3 separate regions of the Mus musculus genome follow, and all the other regions are linked to region 1. A link is a contact called in public Hi-C data. All regions are on one chromosome and are shown on one strand. The core of a region is the stretch at or near the end of the contact, and the rest is flanking DNA. Distances in the headings are between cores, read along the strand shown.

What was found. A called contact is a pair of places that touch in the nucleus more often than the background predicts.
Region 2: a Hi-C map of cerebellum shows a contact between it and region 1, with 1.8 times the contacts expected there. The contact joins two enhancer-like sites. A contact is called at or near these places in 1 of 39 promoter capture datasets (hippocampal neurons), 2 of 484 Hi-C or Micro-C datasets (cerebellum and nephron progenitors) and 2 of 9 other capture datasets (adipose tissue and pancreatic islet).
Region 3: a contact with region 1 is called in a Hi-C map of cerebellum, with 1.9 times the contacts expected there. The contact joins two enhancer-like sites. A contact is called at or near these places in 3 of 484 Hi-C or Micro-C datasets (cerebellum, liver and nephron progenitors) and 3 of 9 other capture datasets (adipose tissue, liver and pancreatic islet).

What each region holds. Positions count from the first base shown.
Region 1 is chr12:83,281,100-83,285,480 of GRCm38.p6, forward strand. The region is part of intron 7 of Dpf3 (D4, zinc and double PHD fingers, family 3); the gene reads right to left. It also overlaps the pseudogene Gm18872. Among named protein-coding and RNA genes, the nearest start is that of Gm51988, 130 kb to the left of the region's middle. Within about 2 kb of position 3,017, at least 3 of the 459 cell types and tissues checked have an H3K27ac peak or open chromatin away from gene starts, as enhancers often do. A contact at or near this core is called in cerebellum, where this site is marked.
Region 2 is chr12:83,178,031-83,182,111 of GRCm38.p6, forward strand. No RefSeq gene overlaps it. Among named protein-coding and RNA genes, the nearest start is that of Gm51988, 25 kb to the left of the region's middle. Within about 2 kb of position 2,726, at least 12 of the 459 cell types and tissues checked have an H3K27ac peak or open chromatin away from gene starts, as enhancers often do. A contact at or near this core is called in cerebellum, where this site is marked.
Region 3 is chr12:83,410,458-83,414,675 of GRCm38.p6, forward strand. All of the region lies in intron 1 of Dpf3 (D4, zinc and double PHD fingers, family 3), which reads right to left. Among named protein-coding and RNA genes, the nearest start is that of Dpf3, 75 kb to the right of the region's middle. Within about 2 kb of position 1,469, at least 58 of the 459 cell types and tissues checked have an H3K27ac peak or open chromatin away from gene starts, as enhancers often do. A contact at or near this core is called in cerebellum, where this site is marked.

The DNA.
Region 1 (4,381 bases), core at 1,767-4,266:
CAGAGTGAGGGCCTTGTATGAGAAGTTCAGACTGTGCACACATGCGAGCAAAGTATGCTGTGATCTCCTTTTCCCTTTACAAGAACATTCTGGGGAAGGCTGGAGAGATGGCTCAGTGGTTAAGAGCACTAACTGCTCTTCCGGAGGACTGGGTTCAATTCCCAGCACCCACACAGCAGCTCACAACAATTCCAGGGAATCTGACACCCTCACAGACACACATGCAGACAAAACACCAATGCACATAAAAATAATAAATAAAAATGTAAAAAGATCAATCTGGCAGCCCTGTGGAGAATAAGCCATACAAGGCAAGAAGAGGGCTGGAGGACAGGAATAGAGCATTGTAGTGACACGTGCAGAAGCCAGTGGTGACTAGGAGATGGAGGAAGGAGGCAGGCATGTATATATTTTTCAGGATCATCTGATATGAGGGTTGATAAAAATAACAGCCAAAGATGCAATCTAAAATTGTCATGATGGGCATAAAGCATTTAAAAAAAAAGTTTAAAAATGGTGTGAGAAATGTTTCAGGAAAATCACTAGCTAGTATGATATTGAATTTTTTTTTTTACTATACTAATACTTGCTTATAGATTACAGACTCATTGAGACTTTGTAAGGTGAAGGGTGAGGTCCATAAGACCATCACAAATACCAACAAGTCATCAAAGAGCTTTAGGAACTAAATGTGTCTGGGGTGGATCCAGGTGTGTCCCCACGTCCCCCAGAGCTTATGGTGAAGCCCTATGCCCAATGTGATGTCATTTGAAACCGGGGTCTTTAGAAGGTAAATAGGTTTGGTGAGGCTGTGAGAATGGAGCCAACATGATGGGACTAGGGATAAGAGACCAGAGAGTTGTCTTTCTCTCTGTCTGTACACGTAGAGGAAAGGTTGTATGAGAACAGCAAGAGGGTGGCTGACCTATGCCAAGGATGACATCCTAACAGGACACCACCAACTCTGCTGTCATCTCCATCTTGGACTTCTATCTCTAGAATGGTGAGAAGTCAATTCTGCTGTTTAAGCCACTCAGCCTAGAATTTGGGCATGGCAGTCTTTGGTGGTTCATCTTGATTGTCAGTTTGGCATCTGAGAAAAGAGGAACCCTTAGTTGAGAAATTGCCTCCATGAGATTGACCTGTGGGCATACCTATAAGGCATTTCTTTGACTGTACCATCCCTAGACAGGAATATGTGGATTATACAAGAAAGGTTGCCAAGCAAGTCAGAGGGCACAAGCGAGTAAGCAGCATTCCTCCATAGTCTCTGCTTCAACTTCTGCTTCAAGTGTTTCCTTGCGTTCCTGCCTTGGCACCATCCTTGAGGATGGTCTTGAACTTGCAAACTAAAATAAACCCTTTCTTCCCCAAGTTGGTTTTAGTGTTTCACTGCATTAACAGAAAGCAAACTATGCTGGGTAGTTTTTGTGTCTAATTGACACAAATAGAGTAATTTTGGAAGAGGGGATCTAAATTGAGAAAAACGCTTCCTCCAGATTGGCCCGTGGGCAAGCCTTTGGTGCATATTCTTAATTGTTGATTGATATGGGAAGGCCTAGATCACTGCGGGCAGTGCCACCCCTGGGCTGTTGGTCCTGGGCATTATAAGAAAGAAGGATGAGCAAGCCAAACGGAACAAGCCACTCCTTCATGGCCTCTGCTTCAGTTCCTGCCTCTGGGTTCCTGCCCTGCCTGAGTTCTTGCGTTGATTTCCCTCATCAATGGACCGTTAACTAAAAATGTAAGGTTAAATAAACCATCTCCTCCCTAGGTTCCTTTTGGCATGGTGTTTTATCACTACAATAGGAACCTAACTAAGGCACAAACTAATAGGCAGCCGAAGCTAACAAAGACACGGTCTGTCAATGCATTCGTCTCTCCTGAAAAACCACTGTGTAATAAGATGCAATTGACAGCAAGCTAACAGGCTAAGAGGGACGTCGGCAGTAGCTTCATGAGAAGACCCAGGAGCCTGGGCCTGGGCCTCATCTCTTGGGATCCCAGCGTCCTGACAGAGCTGAATGGTGTCTAAGCACAGCTCAGCCTTCCAGCTTGCTGAGTACATTGAGATAAGTTACTCAGACCTCTCTGAGCCTCCATTTTTTCCTCCTGTAAAATGAGAATTCTCACACATGCCACTTGGACTTGTGAGCATTACATGAGATGATGTGTGAAAACTGCCAGGCACCTAATAGATTTTCCATCATTCCCTTCCCTCTCGCCTCGCCTGCGTGCAAAACCACTTCATTCCTAGTGAAACGGGAGGAAAATCAAAGCCCTAAATAAATAAGCTTTCCCAAGAAACAGAGATAAACTCACGAAGCCACGTTCATGCCACATCCACAGGAATGTCACCTGGTCCTCGTGTGCCTCTGGGCAAGACAGCACCTGCCTTATAGGGTTATTGGAACGAATGGATGAGCTGAGAATAGCGGTCTGAACACTGCGCCTGTGACACTCGAGATATGCTAGAGCGAATGCTATGGCTGTCACCAGTACTGGTCAGCCTGTAGAACTCCTCAATCCTGAACATTCTATGCAATTATGGCAGAAGTGTGCGAGAAATCGGAGAAGCTCAGACAGAGTCAGCATGTGGATAGTCAGCCCTGGGAAAATGGCTCTGTGAATAGGAGAGGGCACCCTTGGCTGGAGTCCAGGCCACTTCTTTCTCTCCCCAGGTTTCATGCATCTATCCTATTCCTGGTTACCTGAGAGGTTCTCCCAGGACAATGACCATATGTTGTCCCAAAGGGAGGCCTGGTTATATATATCCCCACAAGTGAGTACACATAAAGCAAGGGTTTCATAGATACTTGGGTTCTCTTGGACAAAAGAATCAGTGCCATGTCTAAGATTTAGCAAAGGATATGCTGGGGTCAGGTAGCTCTGATAATTTCCATGGATACCCACGAGTCCTCAGGGGCAGTTAGCATCAGTGTTAGAACAGGCCCCACACGCTGCCTCAAATGGAGTCCCTGACCCAGATTAGCCATCTGTGGTCACAGACATGCTCTGCTGGTCCAAATAGGACAGGGATGGGACATGACCACTCACGATGAGCAGGCTTAGTGCCAATCCCATACCCTTTTGCCTCATCGAAAACACACAGCAAGTCCACAAGGCCAGGGTGGGTGCTTCCCTGTTACAGATGAGGCAACTAAGGGGAGGGAGGTGTCAGTAGCAGACCCACATCCATAGAGCAGTGGGGAGCAGGGTAACAAGGTCGATCACACCCTGGACCAGTCACTTCCAACGCATCACTATCCACTCAGCCACAGAGCTGAGAAATTGCCTCCAGGTGCCTACCTCTCCACGGACTGAGCAACCCCTCAAATTTCTCTCTTTGTGGCCTGCAAACCACTTAGATCCTAACTCATTGTAAGAGCACCTATTACTAGTTTTCAAAGTTGCTGTTTGGGAGAGCAAGAGGGGGAGAAGTGGGTGACCTCCCGGGAAGACCTGTGAATCTGACTCTGCCTTGTCTCCCCTGTAACCAAGCCTCACATACCAGTACCACACTCACTAGGTAGTGGGCTAGATGGGGTGTTTTTTTTCCTGCTTTTTCACACACCTTTCAGAGATACCCAAGATTTCCAAGCACATTTCTAAGAGGTGCTTCACCTCCCGAGACCTGTGCTAGCTGCCCCTGGGTCTAGGACAGAGAGCAAGCATGCCAGAAGACAAACATCTGCTAGACTTTTCCCAGCAGTGTGGCAATGACATCATGCACTGCTCTTAGATAATTTGCACATTATCAGACTAATTTCCAGATTATCTAATCAGCGGGCATTACCCTTAATCAATTCGGCTTTCCCCTTACAGTTCTACAAAGTACGCCCTGCCCTCAACAGCGGCACTGGCTCTGGGCATTTTCCTCTTAAGAACGATAGAAAAGGAAGCTTAACTATGAACCAACATGTGACCCTGCACAGGAGTCTGACCTCTAGGAACCTAGGACATCCCAACCTCAATTACATGGGCCTGAAAAACAAGACGAATTTTATAGAACAGTATTAAATCAATTCCCTCTTAAGAACTCCAAGTTTAGCTTGAAAGCATATATTTATTTATGCTATTAAATAAAAAAAATTTTTAAATAAAGCCTCTCTTTCCTTCAAGGAATGCCTCTGATAGTTCCCATAGAATAAAAACTCTGCAGTGAAGGTGTTTCCAATGTGGTGTCCTGTCTCATTCAGTCCTAACTTCAATACCACCATGAGACCCGGCTGCTATCGACTGTATGAATATACCATGCCATCACGGCCTCTTTCCCTTCATCCATATGTATTTATTTTGAAACCTGGGAGGTCTTCTCCCTCCTCAATACTCTTCCTTGCTTTCCAAGACCTGAACATAACCTCCTTAGTGAACTGTTCCA
Region 2 (4,081 bases), core at 1,476-3,975, 100 kb before region 1:
TGCCTTGCTCACTCAGCATTTAAATGAATTCTGGGGATCTGAACTTCTGTCCTCATGCCTGCACGACAAGCACTTAACCCACCGAGCCATCTCCACAGCCCCTAGGCACTGATCTGTGACAGGCCAGTCTTTAGTGACATCTCTGCTAGGATGACTCATTCCCGTAGCCTTAGAACCATGGCCTGTAGTAACAACAACCAGTCCCACTGACTGTCATGGGACTTGTGTCTTTAGATTCAGGCTTCTGGGCAGTAAACCAAATGACTAGGAAACTGGTAATAGACCTCAAAGCTTTTTGGATGAATAGGATTTGGGTTCTGTAAGTCACAAGCAGTCTTCAGACTCTAGGTGTCATATAAATATGGTCTGGAGCCAGCAGGAGTGAGATGATAGGAGCCTGGGGTCTGAGCTGAACCATGGGGACTGACTGGGATCTAGACAAGAAGAAAGGACATACAAGGGATTATTGTCAGCCTAGGCACGAATTAGGACAGTGTGTGTACCCCTTGGAGTTGGAAGATGTCTTCTGACTCATCAGTCGTAGTTCACCACTGGGGAAAATAAAAATCCTCCCACAGCATCTAACCACCCAGCCTCCTAACAATGGCAAGAGCTTACTAAAGGGACACACAACAGACTCAAATGCTCTCCTGACAGGGGCATCTCTCTCCAAGCAGCCAGCTCCTGGATCTCAAAATGGCCGTGCCCCTGGCTCCGAAGACCACCCTTCATTCTGACCTTGTATCTCAGGAAAAATAGCATCCTTCCTCAGGGTGGTAGCTTTGCCCTGCAGGATGAAAGCAATCAGCCTTCATCCTCAGCATCCATATTCATATGAACTGTTTATGCTCTGACCTGTAGCCCTGGGTGGGATGTCAGCCTGGGAGCCGGGGCTGATGGTCCCCAGAAGGGCACTTCAGGAATGAGCCCACAGCCATCTGCCTCTCCTTGCAGTAGCTCAGGCCTGGGAGGAATGCACAGCTGTTGTCTTTGCCTTCCTGGGGAAGCATGAAATAGGACAAGGAGGAGGGGAGGCGGTGGCTCTCAGAGTCAAGGCTGCTCCTGAGAGTGTTTGAAGGTTATTAGTGTGGCTGTAATCAGGCTATTAGCCAAATGCAGGTGGAGAATGAAGTGTCTTTGAAATTGCTTTTCAGAGAAAGCAGAGCCCATGTTGGCATAATCTATGCATATGATCTCTTTCAAGTAGCTCTTCAGCTTCTTACCTGACCAGGATGGGGCTCAGATACCCAGAGAACACAGATCCATCCACTACCCCGACTCTAAAGACAGCAAGGCATGCTGGACAAAACCCAGGCCTTCAGCCTGCTCCTCCTGCCTGGTGCAAGAGGGTGCAGTCCATGAGTTCCCTTTGCAGCCAAGTGGCTTCAGTCTACTCTGAGTGGGCAGTGCCCATTGTCCAATGCAGCCCCAAGGAGGGTAGCTCCTTCAGGTCTCCTTCAGGTTTTCCCAGGTAGCTCAAAAGAAATCTCATTTCTTTGGCCAGGCCCTTAAGGAGGGTGGTGGTGGCATCTGATGGACCCAGGCCTTCTTCATACACCACAGGAAGAGGAAGATGCATCCTTACTTGCTTCTTCATTGGGGGCCTTTATCTCAGTTCTTGGTACCATATCTGTCTATTTCCCCAAGGCCGAGACTTGAGCATCATACCTTCCCTCACCCCGTCTATATCAAGACAGCTGCAAATCCTACTTGTATGTCTTTAATCTCAACTCCTCCCTTCCTCTCTGCAACTACCATTTCTCTGGCTTCTATCCTATTGCCCAACAAGGCCAGTGTTGGCTGATGTATTCTACCTAGAGCCATTCAATCAAATACACTGACTCTTGGTTCTGGGAGTCTCATCTCTTATCCAAAGAACACAACTGGAGTAGCATATAGTCCAACCCAACTAGATAGTGAATGATTTCCTAGATCTACTGCAATGACTAAATGTGTAATCACAGCCCCCACCTGTGTCCTTCCTTTCCACGGTATGATGACTAATTTTAGGTGTCAACTTGACTACATCAGATAGATGCCTAATTAGTTGAGAAAGCATTATTCCTGGGCAAGTCTGTGAGACTGTTTCCTAAAGAGTCTGGCATTTGAATCAATGGACTCATTAAGAAAGATCCATTTGCATTTAATGTGAGTGGACAATAACCAATCAGTGGAAAGCCCAGATAGGGCCAAAGGCAAAGACAAAGCAAATCCATTCTCTCTCTCTCTCTCTCTCTCTCTCTCTCTCTCTCTCTCTCTCTCTCTCTCTCTCTCTCTCTCATATTATGTTGGCATGCCTTTGTCCTGTCCTTGAATACCAGAGCTCTATGTTCTCATGCCTTTGGACTCTGGGACCTAAACCATCATGTCTCAGCATCCTTGGCCCTTCATCTTCAGACTGAGACTCACACCATCAACTCCGCTGATTCTTGGGCACCCAGGCTTGACTATAACCTGCTACCACAGCTTCTGTGCTTCTTCGGCTTGTGATGTCATATACAAGACTAAGCTTTCATAGTGGTATGTGCTAATACCCCAATATCCCATTTTATCTATCTATCTGTCCATCCCAACTTTTAAAGCAAAATGTACTTCCCCCTGGCTTAGCTTTCTTCTCGGGCCAATCTTTCTGCCAATCCTCCTGGACACTGTCAGACCTCCCCTGGTCTCTTTCATAAGTTGGCAGGTGCATTTGATGCAATGCTGGCAAAGTGTCACACAGGTGGCCACCCATATGGTGCCAGTTTGGAACTGACTCCTGGAAAAAAATTCTAAGAGCCCACTCGGCCATGAAGGATACCTGCAAGCTTCCTGTACAGGGTCCAGAGATGGCTACTCATGAGGGAGACGGGTGGGAAGCAGGTGTTTCACATAAACGACCACCCTCTGCTAATCACCGCCAATAAGCCAGTGGTGCGGGAGGAAACAAAATGAGAAAGAAGCATCATCTAAATGGGGAAATGAACTGGTGGCCAAGGTGGCAGGGGACAGGATGCGCCTGGATTCACATAACACACAGGATCTTATTTCAGGCAGCCTTTGCCGCAGAGCTTGCTGGTAACTCAGAGAGGGAGGATACAAGGACTTCAGGTTTAATTCCAGTTGCTACAGGTCCAGTATCTAGAGGTGTATAATATAATAAATCCAATCTAATAAGAATCCACAGCAGCCAAAAAGCAGATTCACTTAGGCAGTTTTCCTATGTTTATTGAACTCCCAACGTGCACCACGCACCAACCATACTGGGCGCTAAAGACAAAACGGTGAACAATGTTCACAAAATTCTCCTTTTGGATACTACTATTCCAGCTGAGGAAAGACAGAGAGACAGCAAATACAAGACGTCAGAGAGTTACAAATGTCTATGCTGTAAGGCTAAAATGGACGGTGTAATAGAGAGGCACTGGAGAGCTACTCTAGTTGGATCAAAGGAGTTCTCTCTGAAAAGCTGGAATCTGAAGCAGTGATAAGCTGAATGGGAATGACAAGCCAGCAGTCTATGAAGGACTGGGAGAGCAACTGTTGTAGTGGACCAACAGGAGACAGACAGGTTGTTGCTCAAAGAGAGTTAGCAGAGCAGCATTCTTATATTAGGCGGTTCTATATGTGTAAGATCATAGCCAGCAGGACTGGGATCCACAACCACGTGTTGAAGACATCACCACCTATGACCGAGAGGCCTAGGGAAGGCAGGGACTGGTGGTGACTAGCCTCACAACACTTACCAGTGGGATGTGTAACTGACTGGCACAAAGGCTAGGCTTCTAACTGGACCCCAGAGTCTCTTCATGGTTAAAAATGAAGCAGGCAGAGGAGAGACGGGAGCTGAAGTATGCCTGGATGATGGGGTGGGACCATGACCAGGTTAGGAGAGTAGGTACGAAGGGATGGAGGCTAGGATAACCTAGGGTATAGTCAGGAGCTACATGTGAAGCCAGAGTCCCAAGACTCAAAGAAACCTAAGGATCATGGCACTTTCATTTTTTTTAAAGTTTTATTTATTATTATATCTAAGTACACTGTAGCTGTCTTCAGACGCACCAGAAGAGGGAGTCAAATCTCATTACGCATGGTTGTGAGA
Region 3 (4,218 bases), core at 219-2,718, 130 kb after region 1:
AGGACGGCACAGAAAAGAAGTAGGAAACAGAGCATACTGGGATATGCCTATAATTCCAGTACTGGAGAAGCTGACGGGGGGGTTGGGGGGTGGGGGTGGGGGGCGCTGATTCAAGTTCTCCTCGAGACAGGGTGAATTCAAGGCCAGCCTGAGATAGTCAAAAACCATGTCTTAAAAATAAATAAATAGCCAGGCAGTGGTGGCACACACCTTTAATCCCACCACTTGGGAGGCAGAGGCAGGCAGATTTCTGAGTACGAGGCCAGCCTGGTCTACAGAGTGAGTTCCAGGACAGCTAGGACTACACAGAGAAACCCTGTCTCAAAAAACCAAAAACATAAGTAAGAAAGAAAAAAAGAAAGAGAGAGAGAGAGAGAGAGAGAGAGAGAGAGAGAGAGAGAGAGAGAGAGAGCAAGCAAGCAGGAAAGGAGCGGGGAGGGAGGAAATAAGTGAAAAGTATAAACTGATACTACATTTGATTCTAAAAGACAATTTTATGTTTTATAAGCCATTTGGGAAATAAAATAAAACTATTTCTGGGACATAAAATCTCCAAAAATTCAGGAACAATTGGTGTCTTCCTTTAAAACTAAAATAGTGTTTGGACACAGAGCTTCACATAGGGACACCACTACCCTGTGAAGGTTCAAACAGAGGAGGGCATACAGGGAGGCAGCAGAAGCTGGGAGAGGCCACAGAGCAGACTCATCGTCGTCTTCAGCGGCCACAGGAGGGGCCCACACAGCTCATACCTTGACCCTGGATTTCCAGCCTCCCTGGTGTCACAGACTACACTCCTGGTGCTCACACTATTCAGTCTATGCTACCTGTTCCAGCAGCCCTTGCTCACTAATACCTCCAGAGCCTTGCCGTTCTTCACCACACCATGACTCAAGGGAGCATGCTGGCAATTTCTAGAAAGTCCTCAGATTTTCCTTTCTATTCACTAAACTAGACGTTGTGGAGGAACTCACAGTAAACAAGACATAACATGTTCTCTGCAGGGGAACGTGTGCCTCACCTGACACTTTCAAAAAAAAAAAAAAAACGCCTCTGCATTTATTTGTCTCTTGCATATGACAAGCCTTACGTGGAGGTAGGGAAAGCCAGCCACATTTGTCTAGCTTTCATATGAGAAGACTGGGTTCTAGAGAGTTGGAGACAGCTTCGGAGCCTGCAGCATGAAATGGCAGAGAAGGAGCAGAGGCCCCAGAGAGCAAGGCTGTTCCCTGAGACTGCTTCTCTCAGCCCGCCTGGCTGCCTCCCTGGCAGGACCAGGAGCCTCTCATCTCCCCTGCAAGAGAAGCCACTGAGCTGAGGCAACTGGGGGACGGGGAGGAGGGAGTTGTTAGGATCCAAAACCTTCTCCAAGTGTGCTCCAGAAGGCCAAAGGGAGGTCCGCGCCAGACAGGCCTGCCAACGACAGATGCAGTCACAGCAGAATGGGAGGCAGGTGCGGTCGCAGGCTCTTCAGGATTCCATGCTCGCTGTGGCTCCCCACACTCCCACCCCCACCCTTCTACCACACAGGTTCCTAGTAACGGTGGTGCCGCCCTGTGTTGTCAAAATAGTGAGATGCCAGGAGGAATTCAAAATGAAATCTATGTGCTTCTGCAGCCTCCTAAGTGTCTGTCACTGTGGTTGTAGCTAAACCCGCTAATGTGCTAAGCATTTTCTGGCAGTGCTGGGAGGTAGGGCTGGTATTTTGGGAGCTGGGAGGAGCTTGGAGGAGACACCCCTTGTAACCCTGGGAAGGAGGAACAGGCATGGAAGGCAAACCCCGAGCACATCCCCTGAAGTCACTGGGCCACCAAGCCGTATTTTGAGGTTCCCGAGTCACCAGGTATATGGGCAGAGAGAGACCAAACTCAGGCCAGCAAGCAGGGACGCGGCACAGAGTCCTCTCAGGCTAGGGCTGCAAGGGACAGTGTGCTCTAGAATGTGGCTGGCAGGGGACACTTTTTCTGCTGACGCAAAGCAGCATGCACTGCTGGCCAGGAGACAAGGCAGCCAGGCTTGGCCCTGGCTCATCTTTTCTAAGTTAGGGGCAGGGGCAGGGCCACGATGACCAAACAAAGCAAAAGATGACAGATACTCAGAGGCAGGCAGGCAAGAGCCCTGACCCTTCAGAGGGCCTAAGGATATGAGTCCTGGAGAGGAGAGGTGACAATAGCAACTCCCACCATCCAGGATACTGGGTTCTCCAGACACACTGCACTATCCATTTTCTGGAAGCCTTTTGAGAATGGCTCAAACATGACACAGAGAGGGGAGCAGTCCCCTCACCCCTGAATCTGAACCCATACAAGATCCTGGTATGTCTTCATCCTGAGTGAACTCACACCTCTTAGGGGAAACCAAAGGAATTTTCGAGTGAGGAAGCAGAGACCAGGACCAAGTGGTAGCCCTGCTAAAGAGAGAATTCCTTCCCTGGGCCACTGTGTGCCCGGAAGTGTAGTGAGTGACAGGGGAGGCTGCACAGGTAAGGAAGAAGAAGGGTCAACCTGAGAACAGATAAGCCAATAAAACCTTGACTGGATTCAATCTGAAGGAGAAAAGGGGGAAAAAAATCCCGGCTGATAGTGGCTGCTGAGAGCTGCAACTTTTAAAGCCCCTCTGGCAAAAGGCTCTTCAGAGTCTTTTGCAAACCCCAACCACACAGCCAGCCAGCCACCTCCGGGCCAGCAGCACGAGTGCTTCTGCTGAGTCGGAGCAAACCCACAAACATCCAGCCAGACCTAACCCTCCTCCTCTGCCTGCAATCCACCCCAGCCTCTGTGCCTAAAGAAAGGGTCCTCAATGCAGCTGGAGATGGTAGAGTTTATCAGGGCCACGAGGAGCCAGGAGCAGAGACCTCAGCCTCAACGTGGCAACGGGTGCTTAGCCTTCTGAGTCTCCTGTTTTAATCTGCAGACATGGAAAAGATGAAGCTGCTCTTGGGAAGCCGGGGAGAACTGGATGAGATGATGAAGGCTGGATTCTGGGCACAAAGCATGGTGGGGGAAGAGGCCCCGTGTAAGCTGGTCCCTCTTCTTCTTCCTCCCTCCCTCCCTCCCTCCCTCTAAGCACCACATTCATTGCAGGCACAATACAACTCAGTCGGGATTTATGAGTTTGGGAAAACAAAGGCCTATGCATGTACAACCAACCACCAGCAATGAGTTCATGAAGCCGCCTCTAACCTAGTACATCCATAGCTGACCACCCAACTCATCTCCCTCCTACGCCTGCTTGAAATTACTTCCCTGGAAACCTCTTTTTAGTAAGACCACTCTGTTTTCCAATCCCATGAAGACACAAACTGTGCGTTCTTCCCAGGAGGGAACAACGTTCCGGAGCCTACTATTTAAATGGTGGTGACCTGGTCCTGTGTTCTTGTAGCCCCACAAAAGCCTTTCTTCAGTGTCTCCTCTTTCATTCAGACTTCACATGGCTTGCCCCTTTTTTCGGAAGCCCAAAGCAGTTCATCTGTATTTGTCACATACGCTCATCAAAATCTGTCTTTGTCACATGTGGAGGGGCCAGGGATGTAAGACACACCTATAATCCCAGCACTTGGGAGATGGAGGCAGGAGTAGTGAGTTCAAGACCAGCCTGGGCTACATGAGAGCCTGTCTCAAAGCAAGAATAAAAAAGAAAAGAGGAAAGGAGAGGAAAAACATTCCCAGTGCTGATTTGATTTTACTTTTCTATCCCCACAATACAGAGCACCCGCTATGAAGCCAGTATTACCCTGATGCCAAACCAGATAGACATCTCAACATTTTTGATTTCATAAACCTCATCCCTTACCTCGTCCTCTGCAGAAGAATTAACTCAAACTGGGTCGGAGAGCTAAGTGTAAGAGCTAAAACTATAAAAGTTCTAGAAGAAAAATTGGAAGAAAATCCTGTTTGTCTTAGGTTAAACAAAAATTCCTTAACTAGGGCACCCCCCGCAATGTCGGATTTCATCAAAATTTAAAACATCTGCTCTCTGGAAGGAACTAGCATCAAAATAAAACACAAGCCACAGACTCCAAGGAAATACTTGCAGAAAGCATATCCAATAAGGGATGTCTAGTCAGAATATATAAAGAACTCCTAAAATTTAATAATAAGACAAATGACCTAATATTTTTAATAAACAAAAAGAACTGAACAGACGTTGCATAAAGAATGAGCAACAGATGGCCAAAAAGCATGGGAAAAAATGTTCAACGTCATTAGTCATCAGGAA